Regions from separate parts of the Zea mays genome. Here all the other regions are linked to region 2. The links are chromatin contacts, called in public Hi-C maps. All regions are on one chromosome and are shown on one strand. Each heading gives the region's core, a stretch centred on a gene start, on an enhancer-like site or on the middle of the called end of the contact. The rest is flanking DNA. Distances are from core to core; before and after follow the strand shown.

Region 1 (4,051 bases), core at 296-2,795, 350 kb after region 2:
TCCCCGCCATTAGGGCCTTTCCAAACACCTGAAGAAAATGCCCAGCCCAGTCGCTTGCTTGCTTCGAGTTCAAGCCGGCGCGCGTTGGTTCGCTTGGTGCTTGGCCGTGTGTCCCGAGGAGGAGGAGGAGGAGGTACGGAAGGGGCGGTGGAGGCATGGGGAGGTTCGCGACGGAGTGGATCTGCAGGCAGGAGGGGTTGCGGCGGCCCACGAGGCGGGAGGAGGAGTTCTTGGGCGATGAAGGCGGAGGTTGTTGAGAGCGGGCGTAGCGGGTGGTGGTGGCGAGAGATTCGCGCGCATGCGGCTGCTGGCGGCGATGCGCACGAGGAGGGAGGCCGGTTGGCGGGGGATTCGCCGCGGGCGAGAGGGGGATCGCGGCGGGGGGTTCGGTCGTGCGCGTGATCCGCGGGCGGGAGAGGAATCGTGGCGGGGGCAGTCTACATTCTGCTCTTAATAGTTAGTAGAGATACCGTACTCAAAACACGCCTCGTCCTGATTTGTAGATTCATCATGGCTAGAGCCAGACGGACAGGTGGGGTCATCCGTCCCCACAAGGCTGGCCACGAAGCGCCACCGCGCCGCTGTTATCGCCTATCGATCAAAGGGGATTTTTGTTTAAGCTTTAGCCAAACATTTGGCTTCTTAGTTCGCTTGCGTGAGAATCACTTATATAAAAACCGTTCAAATCAATGTGAATATATAATCCTTCGAGTCAGACTAGGAGTTCTAGATACTAAGATCATGTTTAGGAGAGCTTCACTTTAAGAATTTCAATTTTGTTCTAACTTCTTCAACCCAAACAGGTCCAGCTCCACGAGCTTTAGTTTTTTTAAAAAATCGAAACTAGAGGCCTGTTTCATGAAATTCATGAAGCTCCTTAGAGGGTGCTTCAAAAACACTGTTTTTATATCTCCTCATGAAGCTGTACGAAAATTACTCACCTCTGGCGACAACCCACTAATCATGAATGGTAATCAAGGAAACCCACACAAATCAATTGTACTATAGAAGTTGGAGTCCATATACAAACCAAACGCTCCTGGAACTCACCTTAACAATTTGCTGGAGTTGTTTTATAGTGAAACTGGAAAACCAAAGCTGAAGTTTTTGAAGCAAAGCTCTCTCAAACAGGCCCTAAATTCTATAAACCTCTTTATCTTCGTCTACACTTAAGCTCCACGCTATTTAAATTCTCGTGACAGCCATCTTAAAAAAAGTTGTATCAGTCAAAAAAAAAGTGGAAAAAACGCTTGAAAGGGAGCCGAGCGGCCCGAGCCGTATGAGCAGTCACGGACAGAATCACTCGGCTAGGCGCCCGACTAGAGCCGGCCTTCCTGTCCTCTCCCAGCTCCCACGGCCAGGTCGCTCGCACAGTTGCACGGCAGGAGCCAGGAGGACGGTCAACAGAGAAAACGGAGCGGGCTTCGGGTCCCGGCCCAGGCCTCCTGGGCCTCGTCCGTTTTAACGCCACCTCGCGACGCGACGCAACGCAACCCCAAGTCCCCACCGCTGCTGTGCGGCACCATCACCATTCACCACACCATCAGGAATCGGGCGCCACACCACCCACAACTCTCCACCCCACCCTCGCCGCGCGTTGCTCAGTCGCAGCGAGCGAGGCGGGGCCACAGGCCACAGCGCGAGCGGGGCGGGGCGGGGCGGGGCGGGGCGGGGCGGGAGGGAGGGCCAGGGATCTCTACTCTCGTCCGTGCGGGGGCGTGGGCGTCGCATGCGGCGGCGCGCCGGGGCAAATGCGGGTAACCTCACGGTCGGAGGAGCGCTGACGCGGCGGCGGCAGCCAGGGAGCGATGCAGGCGCCGGAGCAGCAGCAGCAGCACCAGCAGCGGCAGAGGAAGGTGAGGGGCAGGCTCTCGTTCCGCTTTCTCGTCGTCGCATGTGGGAGTTTGGTTCCTTTCTCGTGGGAGTTTTCCGTCTCGTCGTCGTCTGTGGGAGTTTGGTTCCTTTCTCGTGGGGGGGGGGGGGGGGGGGGGGGGTGTGGTTGGCGTCCCGGTGGACGCGCGGTCGTCAGGGTTGTTGGCTTTTCAGATCGGTTGGCCTGCCGGGTTGGACCTTGCAAGCCGACGGCAGCTCTGAAATCGTCGAATAGTATGTGAGATAAAAAGGAGCCTTCCTGGTCCTGGATGTGCACGAGAACCGTAACCATTTACTCCTTCTCCGCAATTGTTCATCGCCTTCGTTGCGGAAAGACGGTCGCGTAGGGCTGTACTTGGATTTCAGTTGTGGAGTCGCCACAGTTCAGGTAGGGAAATTTGCTATTTTGTCACTCTCAGTTGTGAACTTCTCTATTTTAGACTCAGGCCCACAAATCATAGACACAGATGGCCCCACAAGTCATAGACAGAGGGTCACATAATAACATTTAGCCCACGTTAAAAAGGCTAAAATAGCAAATTTTTCGTTCAGGTTCGTGCGTGTGCCAAAAGAGTATTTTCGCTTCATGGTTTCCCTGGATCGGAAGTTTTCTGAATAACTACCGAGAGGTTATCTGTTGGATTTGCCAGTGGACGGTTTCTCGATAATATCTGAACTCTCTTCCGGTGTTGGGCGACGTCCTCTTTTTTTACCCTCGAAAGGAAATGGCATCCTTTGCCACTTTTCCAACTGTGTCGAATACAAGTTGCTCCCTAAAGGACTGGTTAGGCCTTTTCCCCACCCAGCTAACCCGTGATGGCACGCCAGAAAAAGCTGGTTCAGGTCATAGAGGTATCGCAAACGAGGAATTAGATTCGCTGAGTGGTTTTTGTGTTTATCCCAATCCATTCTGTGGCCTCTCTCGTCATCTTTTCCTTCGAAGAAAGAAAAAAAGATTAATTTGTTCTAGCGGATTAGCTTATCAATATATTCTATGCCCACTCAGGAGTCATGTCGATTGAGTATGCCCAAGAACTCTCCCTTGAAGTTTAATTCTTCCACTTCTGCGTTAGTCTCGTTTTGTCTTTCACGCTTGACCAGCCCTGCTCTGCTCATTGCTGGAGGCAAAGGAAGGTTTGCGCTGGAGGGTAGGTGTAGTGTAACATAAACTATCAGTGCCCAGTTCCTGATTGTGCCATAATCTTCGTTAGTTAGTTGAAACAAATGTGTTTCAGTGGTTATTTGGGTAGGAATTAGGAAGAAAGCTTGGGTGCCAAGCTTCACATAATCTAGTTTCCTCGTTCACTGTTATCTTGAGTCTATTTATAATTTTGTAAATCTGGCAGTGGCATTCTCGTGAAGGTTATTTTTTGCAATTACTGAGGATAGCATGTATTATCTACCCTAGGAACAATCCAATTTTTCACTCCTTCTGTCCACACCATCGAAATCCTAAGATCTGATATTGGGTTTAGTGTTTGAAGCAGATTCCACATTTCTACTCAGTTAAATTGATCCTTCTCATTTAATCACTATAAATCTATATGTTTTTTGCTTATTAGTAGTGCTTTCTTGAACAGAGTTAATTCAGTATGTTAAATTTTGCTCAGGGTTCATCAGAGATGGACTTCTTCAGTGAATACGGTGATGCTAACAGATACAAAATCCAAGAGGTCATTGGCAAAGGAAGTTATGGCGTTGTTTGCTCAGCTGTTGACCAACATACTGGCGACAAAGTGGCAATCAAGAAAATACACAATATCTTCGAGCACTTATCTGATGCTGCACGGATCCTACGTGAGATCAAACTACTTCGGCTATTACGCCATCCTGATATAGTTGAGATCAAGCATATAATGCTGCCTCCATCAAGGAGGGACTTCAAAGATATCTATGTTGTATTTGAGCTGATGGATACAGATCTCCACCAAGTCATCAAGGCAAATGATGATTTAACCAGAGAGCATCATCAGTTCTTTCTCTATCAGATGCTCCGTGCACTGAAATACATTCATACTGGTATTTTTTTTTCTTTTTAGAAATTGGTGTCTTAGTTAGGGTACAGTTTTTGTATCTTTATGATTGTCCTACCTCATACTACAATTTATATATCTTGTTATCATTTTTCTTGAAAAATAGTGGGACAAGTACTATTTGGATGGTGGACCAGAGTGGTGTT
Region 2 (4,380 bases), core at 1,629-4,128:
CATAATCTGGTTCAGTTGAAAAGGGAAGATGAGAAACTGAGTGACCAAATGCCAAAATTCATGGAGTAACTTCCTTATTGAAAAGAAATACCAGTGCCACTGGATCCAGACTGGACTGAACTGCTTCGTCCAGCACGGTCCATACCACCTCTACTGGATCGACAGGAGTTACTTGCTCCTCGAGATCTTGGATCTAGGGTTTCTTTAACCTATGCAAAATTTCAGCAAATACTGATATAAGTTCTCAAGGTTAAAGCAAGACACAATAAAGCTAACCAAGAGATACAAAACGCAATATTAGCAGAGTTAATCACCAGCCTTGATATTAAAAACACGGTATATTAAACAATCATTATTGGTTTTATATATCCAACAAAAAAATAACATGAGTAACTGAAGATAAGCTGCAACATTTTTTTATGAGAACAGTTGAGTAGAGTTATCAGGCCAAACTAAGTTACAAAAAAAAGTTGGCTATCAGGCAAACTGAAATTACCAAGAGCATTGGCAGATTGAAACAAAAATCATACTCAACTGACCTCCTTTTTCTTATCACGCTTGCTCTTTACCTCTTGAAAAGTATCTGGAGAAAGATCAACAGTATGTGAGCTATATACAAGTGAATAGCTGGAACAATGAAAATCAACAAACCACTTTTGATTCTATGTTGCTGTTGTACACAAAACCCGTGTATATTTTCTCAAGAAAAAACAAAATTGTTGTATATTAAAGTGAGCAAGAGAAGCAAGTCTTTTCAACTGCAACACCAGCATAGCAAATATTCATCTATACAAATTGTGCTGGATAATTTTAGAAATATGCCAATGTAATTCAAACATTTGTTGGAATCCATTCTCTAACTTCCCTCATAAAGTTGGGAACGGTAGAGATCAGAGGGGGCCAGTGTTTAAAATTGTGTAATAGAGAACCTAACCCAACCAAGCACAGTGATGCCACCACAGTCACTACTTATCAGACTTACACCAGGTTAAACGGGACAACAAGAACTAAAATAGAGCCATTTGGGACAAAAATAAATAGCTACCGCAAGACATCCCCAAGGTTCATGAAACCCTTAGTCTTGCGTGAAAATAAGGTGTTCGGCGGTCAGTGACCAATATAACAAAGATTCATGCAATTACACAAACATTCATTGAGATAATATTCGAGCTAACCATCTCAATGTGGTTCTGACAACAAAAGTGCAGCAGATGCTAATACAGATCATTAACTTCATGAATCACAAAAGAATATAACTCAACATGGTAACTGAGACCATAATTACCAATTCGTTCTTTCAGTACCAAACACAAAAACAAGAAACCAGACCTATAAATCAATCCAGGTCCATGCATAATAATAATATATAAATCATAATGGGGTCTGTCTGACAAAGGAATATATATAATATTATTGGCATGTTGCAGCACACAGTTAACATGAGAAGACAAATGTTGACGCTCACTCCAAATGTAAACAGAGTCTACAAGACATGTGCAAGTTCATCCAAATTCTGTCTGAGATGAAAGAAATCAGACTGTAAAGTTCAAACGTAAGATAGAGGACTAATATCATTTGTAAGTTTGTATCTGAATACAAGCTAAGTTTGGACATGTCATTCTGGTTTTATCTTCTTATTTTAGCCTTTGTTGGGACCAGAAAGGCTTTGTTGCTGATGTTTGCCAAAACTTAAGACCCAAACAACCAGAGATCTTAGAGAGCCTCTGTTGCATTCACTCAATGGCTTCACCTTTCCCTGCCTTCTCACCAGTTGAGTTATTTTCTTTTGCATCTCCCAAATGTTGACATGTTTTATCATCCTTCAGCCAATCCAATCATTATATAATGCCTAAACACGTGAGAAAAAATGAACATGTCCTATTTCCTTATGCAAACATCTAACAGACCCATAGTTACTGCAGCTCTAAACAGTTTAAACCATAAAACACAGTGAACACAAAAGAGATCATAGCGTGATGGCAATAACGAGAAGAAACTTATCCAGTTCATTCGAGTTCATGAATAAAGACAGCCATATGTTCCTCCTTACAGTCCCAGAAGCTTAACCCACCAAAATGGTAAAGGGCCAAGTTTTATTTTCTACTGTGAGTCGCGAATGAACTGAGAAGCGCAGCTAATAAGCGCTGAAAAAAGTACTGAATTTAACACTGCAGGCAATTCCAAAAAGTTCCAAACCAAAGGCCTAAACCGGATCTTCGCAAAATCAATCGAATCCAGAACGTTGATTCTAGCCAGTCCTGCCAGGCTACCACTAGCGTGCAGCACAGTCGCCCCCAAATACTAGCAGAGCAGTAGTTAATCGCCGCAAATCCCCAAATAGAAGGACAAAAGGAAGCATGGTTCCTGATAACCCGACGCCATAGACAACTCCCCAACGCGCACTCATCCAATCCAGTCAGACACGCAAACACCCTGCACTAACGACCGAGCCTGCACATGAAACTGTGAGGAAAAGGAGAGTGACACGAGATGGAACCTTGGCAGAGGAGCCGACTGACCGCCTCGTCGGGGTCCATGCCGCACTCCCGCAGCGCCGCGTAGATCTCCGCGTCGGGACGGTTCACGATCTCCTTGAGCCCCTGCACGAGCTTCCTCGCGGACGCCGGCACGGGCCCCGACTGCCCCCTGGCTCCCCCTCCGCCGCTGCCGCTGCCGCTGCCGCTCATCCTCGCCAGAACCCCTCTCCGGGAACTCCACGCCGACGCCGACGCCAAAACTGGCTCCCGCAAGGCGGCAAATCGCTGACCGGGTGAGTGGTAGTGCAGCGGCGTCGCCTCCCCGCTTCGGCTCGGGCCTGGGCTGCTTCCGCGTCTGCTTTTGCGGCTCTGCGCCTGGCCGCCTGCTTCTTCCCCTACCCACGCAACGCAAACGGCGGCCAAATTCCAAAACCCTCCCTGCCTCGCCCTCGCCTACATTTATATACGTCTGTGAGCTGCGGCAGAGAAGAAATGGGTTAAAAAATAATTTCTCAGTTTTGTCCGCGCAATCCCCACTCCCTTCCTCTCTATCCCACCCTGTGTCCCTGTGTACACTTGTCGATTGCTCGTTGATTCCTTGAGATCACACGTCGACGCCTCAAGCTGACATTATGGGCTCACTTTACTCGGGCCCATACGTGGTCACCGTGCTTCAGTGGGTACGTCTGCGTCACGTAGGTGTAACATGCTGAGGATTCCCTCCACGAAGTGGTGCGCGGACAAGGACGTGAAAGTTCCACCCGACTCCCCCGAGGCTTTTTTTGTTCATGCCCTTGCAACAAATGCGTCCCAGGCGCTCGAAATCGAATGCCCCGAAGCGCTACCTAGACCAGGCGAGTCCGACTGTGAGCAAATCAAACAGCCTAAGTATGTGGGACAACTATATGCTGACAACTATATGCTGACCCTACGCGTCATGTCTTGGGTTATCTATTTATCTTTAGGGTTAGATAGAAACTTAAATCCTCTCTAAGATCATTAAGGTCTTATTCAGTTACATCTAAATCGGATGGTATTGAATGTGATTGAGAGGGATTAAATCTTCTTCTATTCATTTTTTACTAGAAAAAAAATTAGTTACCGTTCGGTTCATATATTTATAACGTGATCGGTAATTGATAACATTAAATCATATTTGTTTATATCTAACCGTAATCGGATATCACACTAGAAAGTGATATCGGCCTTGGTACTTAGCGTGAATTATATATTTCATAAATCAAACGGTACCTTAATCTCTTTCAATGTACCTCTAACCAAATAAGCCATAAGAGTTGGTTTGATGATTAGGAAATTAAGAGGGATTAATGAGGGAATTAGTTTATTTTCCCTCTCAATCTACTCTAATTCATCTTAATTCTTTTGTCACCAAATCAGTCCTAATATGATAATGTGAAGGCCTTGGGACACCTTGTCCAGGAAGGATGGGCGTTGTCGCATTGGCATAGGCGCGTACGAGTTGTGTATATTGGTCCTTTCGATTTTGGGTTTTGGGTGTCAGTGGGATTCTTTTCCGTCGTTTCGTTCGGGCACACACTTTTAAGGTGGGCACTGGGCAGCGAGCGTAGATCGGCAAGAGCAGGAGCCAGGAGTAGTAAGTTTCACCTGGTGTTTCCGAATTTGGTTAGATTCTTCAATCCTTTATGCTCATTTGCTAACATTTTTTCTCACGAGAAATAGTTGCTTATGTGGATTTATGTTTATGCTTTATGTTGGCATCTAAAATGGGTTGATAGCAGTTGTTCTAATAAAACTGGTATGACTGGTTGGTTTTCTAACTTTGTTAGGGCTCCTTTAGATTTGGATTGAAGGATTATTTACTGAATCCTGTGTTTTTCTCTATTTTAAACTCATTCCTGTAAAATTCATATACTGTTCTGGT
Region 3 (4,025 bases), core at 244-2,743, 460 kb before region 2:
TGTTGCTAAAAAATATTTCTTAAAAAAAGCTAAACCCACAGCAGACGGCTAATACATAATCCCAAATACTTTTGAAACAACTAGTATCCTGTCTTTAGTTGGCATTTCGTCGAACATGTAAACTACATGCGGTAGAAAGCTAACAGTACAAGCAATAAGAACACGTATTTATTTCTTCCTGTGCCTCGCCGGCCGGTCAGCGTGCTCATTTGTCCCCATGTGGATCGACCATGGCCAGGTCAGCGTGCTCATTTGCACGGCCAGGACCCCAGGGGTTGCAAGACGACCGCGGGGCTAGAGGAGGCAACGTCGAGGACTACTTTGCGGAGGAGCCGGCGGCGCGGCAGGCCGTGTAAAAAGCGAAGGCGAGTAGGGGCGATTGGGGAGGATCTGTGACGCTCAAATTTGCGGGAGGGCAGGAAATGGATGAGGGAAGCAAAAAAAATGGGTATAGTTGTTGCACAAACGGTCGGCCCGGTTCCGCACGGCACGGGCCGGCCCGACGGATAATCAGGCCATGCCCGATCGGCCCGCGTGTCGCAGCTACGGTCCAATCACGGCATACCGGCCTAGTAGCTATGCTGGGCCGATCCGTTAACTTGTTCATGTTGTGTTGTTAAATCAGGAAAAATAGTAAAAAAAACTATACACAAGTGAGGTTTTAAACCCACGACCTCTCTACAAGGCTGAAAACGCTACATGAAGGAGACTAACATGTAAAACTTACATCTAGTGCATTTGTTGTAAAAATAGCAATTATAAAATCTAAATATATATACTATGTTTTATAAAATAAAAAATATAATCGTGTCGGACCGGACTGGCACTGCGGGCCGATGCAATGGCGTGCCGGGCCCGGTCTGGAACTATTAAATGAGTTGTGCTTTGGGCCGGTCCGTTAAACACGACCCATTTGGCCATCTATAAATATAAATATGGGGAGAAGAGGGAATGGTTGGAGGGCTCAAAATGTGTTTTTTCCTTAAAACGTTTTTGGGTTGGTTTAGGTGATTTCTTGGAGATACCCTAAGAGCATCTACAACAACGACCTATAAAAAAACTCTATAATTTAAAAATGAGTATAATTTATATAATTTAGGGCATCAACAAAACACACCGCTCTAACAGTAAAGCCTCAAATATAGATTATATGACAGCCCACTATAGTGTATTTGAGGCACTTGAGAATGTATCTTATAGTTTTTTGATCAAATTTTATGAAATGAGGCACTGTTGTAGTTATTTTTTCAGTGTAAAACTCTATATTTTAATTTAAGACATTAGCTTGAGATATTGTTGGAGATACTCTGATGTAAAAAACTGGTCAGACAATGACCGGAAGCAATGATAAAGATCACGGAACCATGGACCGGGTTCACGAAATAATGGTATCACATACAGACAGGCAGCGGCAACCAACCCGATCACGTTGCCCCCGCGCGGCTAGACGCCTAGACTAGCCCCACGACCTCCACCTCGACCAGTCTCGATCCCGTGGACTCCCGATTGCCTCCTCAGCAACTTCCATACCCCCAGCGCGGCGGTGCCGGAGCGAGCAGAGCAGCCGGAGGGCCTGTCGGATCCGCCGCCGTCAAGATGAATGACGCCGATGTATCCAAGCAGATCCAGCAGATGGTGCGGTTCATCCGCCAGGAGGCCGACGAGAAGGCCAACGAGATCTCCGTCTCCGCCGAGGAGGTCAGTTTACCCTGCCTGCCGCTTCCTCACCCTCCTAGAAGCTTCCAGAAGCTTCTAGATGCTTGTCTCTGTACTCTCAGCTGCCCGATCTGGCTGACGCGCTCCATGATCCCGAAGCATCTGGGAGAGCCGGCTTTAGCTGCTCGATTGTTTTAACGCTTGGTGCTTCGCTTATTGTGTACGAGATCCGTAGTCCCAAGCGACAAAGGCCCCCAGTTCCGAGGCAGATCGAGGAGAGTTTGGAGTTGGGTTAGCGGCTCTAGGGCTTTGGGCTTGTTACGCTCATGGTGGGTGGTGAACATTGTAGAGAGTTCTAGATCGCGGAGGTTTTGTGCCTCCAACCCTCCACGCTTTTGAGTTGGTATTCACGCCATTCTCTACCGACTGGCATAATTCTAGGGCTCCTGTATAACTGTAGTCAGACGAGGTATGTTTTCGGAGCTCACAAATGGTTCACATGCTTCCTGAATGTTCTGGAAACAAAATTGGAGCTTAAGCTGAATTGGGAACTCCTAAGACGTGATTCTCATCCTTCATCTAGAAGCTAAATGATCTTAAGCTGAATCACTCCATTTCTCCTCTTGATTAATTCTATGTCATTCCCTTCAAAGGGAACGTCTCATGCTTGGATGCCCAATTTGTCTTCTGGCTTGGTTCTAGGAGTTATGCTTCAAAAGTTCAAATAGCTTTCTGAAAATAAGAGTGTAACCCCTGATATCAAAAGTTCAAACAACTAATCACAACTTCTGTATGTCCGGTACCTAATTACCTAAGCCATTAACCATGTATCACTTTTTAAGGTGTCTTCTATTTTCTCGTTGTAGTGTAGACATTGAAGTAACTGTACTGGAAGATGCGATCTGATCGATACCAATTTTGGTTGGTTGCTTGATGAATTGCTAGTGTGCTAGACACTGGACGACAAATTTACTTGTTGGAGGGCTTCTACAATCATGCATATTCATGTATTTTCCTTTTTGTCTTTGCTGCCAACTTATGAACACAGTGTACCAATTAAATTCAATGTATGAGATCACATGCGTGTATGATTAATATACTGATTCTGCTACAGTGTAGTAGAATATGATGGACCATTATGTTCAACCTCCATTGGTAGAATACACCTGCCAAACATTCAAAATCTTGACTAATAATATGTATAAACTATAAAGATTACCTATTTACTTGTGTGAAAAACACATTGCTAGACCTATCTTTTAAAAAATGCTTCCATAAAAGTACATTTGTTATTGTAGATCGGCATGAAAAAAGTAGCATGCACAGTTTAGTCTTGAAGAATGAAGATCATAAAAAACTAAACAATACAAGAAAACATTCACTTTGTGTGCTATATTTGGGTTGAGGAAATAGTAGTGTGTTCCCTGGGGCCTGGATATACATGTGCTGCCTTAATGTTTGATTTCATGAAAATAGTCATGTATTGAAGTCTTTGCACAATATATACACCTCTTTTCGTTGCTATTTCCACACCCAACTTTTGCCTGATTATTCATGTTTATGCATTTGGATGGAAGTCGAATGTGAGTTAATTATTAACTATACTGCCAGTAAATTGTGTCAGAGATTTAGGTTTATCATTAGAACAGTAGCATCCTCTGTGCCCACATCCTCAGGCCGGACCAGGCCAAAAAAGGTCCACTTTTGCTATGACCCGAGCCCACCTGCTGCATGGCCCAATGAACTGAAGAAGACTTGGCGAGGGCATAGTGGCGCCCTGTGGCAGACGGCTGGATCCGGCACGTCTTGTGCTCCATGGTGACGTGCCTCTGCCTCTTGTCGGCCCTGTGTGCCCAGGGACAACAGGATCTGGAGCAGTTGATGTAGATTTTCTCCTGGTGGCAGACACAGAGCTCCTGCCATCTTTTGTCAGTTCAAGCTTGTCTAGCGCTGGAGGTGCTTCACGGCTAGTGGCTTGAGGATAGATTGAACGCGACTACAAGAGTAAGAGACAGGAGTCGGAGGCAGCCTGTGGAGAGGCAAGGGAGCAGAAAGCTTATAAGAGGCTAACGTGGGCCATAGGGTTGGGCACGGTGTGGGTGGCATATATGTGATAACGATGGGTTTCTGTTGTTGGGCTACTGCTGGGCCACATGTGGGATGGTAAGCCAGTGGTATTTTTCAATTAAGTTTTCCTATTCTGGCTGTCCGGTCGGCCCGTTGAAAATCAGGTCTCTCAGCCTGACCTAACATTTTCTTTGGCTTAATAATGATGGTCTGCGCTTGCCCGCCATATTGATTGGGTTGGGTTGGGTCGGTTTCTTTTGTGCAGGTGGGATCATGTTCGTCAGGTTAGGTGGTGCACGATC

Evidence for each region. Hi-C and Micro-C count contacts between places; a contact is called where the count stands out from the background.
Region 1: a Hi-C map of ear shows a contact between it and region 2, with 2.4 times the contacts expected there. The contact joins the promoter of LOC103636141 here to the promoter of LOC103636139 in region 2. A contact is called at or near these places in 6 of 25 Hi-C or Micro-C datasets (ear, endosperm, leaf and 1 more).
Region 3: a contact with region 2 is called in a Hi-C map of endosperm, with 2.6 times the contacts expected there. The contact joins the promoter of LOC100273417 here to the promoter of LOC103636139 in region 2. A contact is called at or near these places in 2 of 25 Hi-C or Micro-C datasets (endosperm and tassel).

What each region holds. Positions count from the first base shown.
Region 1 is chr8:152,923,849-152,927,899 of Zm-B73-REFERENCE-NAM-5.0, forward strand. It overlaps LOC103636141 (mitogen-activated protein kinase 8-like), which reads left to right and starts at 1,546. Exons shown (of 10, transcript NM_001301575.1): 1 at 1,546-1,856; 2 at 3,483-3,891. The coding sequence starts at 1,809.
Region 2 is chr8:152,573,771-152,578,150 of Zm-B73-REFERENCE-NAM-5.0, forward strand. It overlaps LOC103636139, which reads right to left and starts at 2,879. Exons shown (of 10, transcript NM_001346853.1): 1 at 2,498-2,879; 2 at 540-583; 3 at 92-209; 4 at 1-6. The coding sequence starts at 2,687.
Region 3 is chr8:152,116,019-152,120,043 of Zm-B73-REFERENCE-NAM-5.0, forward strand. It overlaps LOC100273417 (V-type proton ATPase subunit E3), which reads left to right and starts at 1,494. Exons shown (of 6, transcript NM_001147854.1): 1 at 1,494-1,698. The coding sequence starts at 1,597.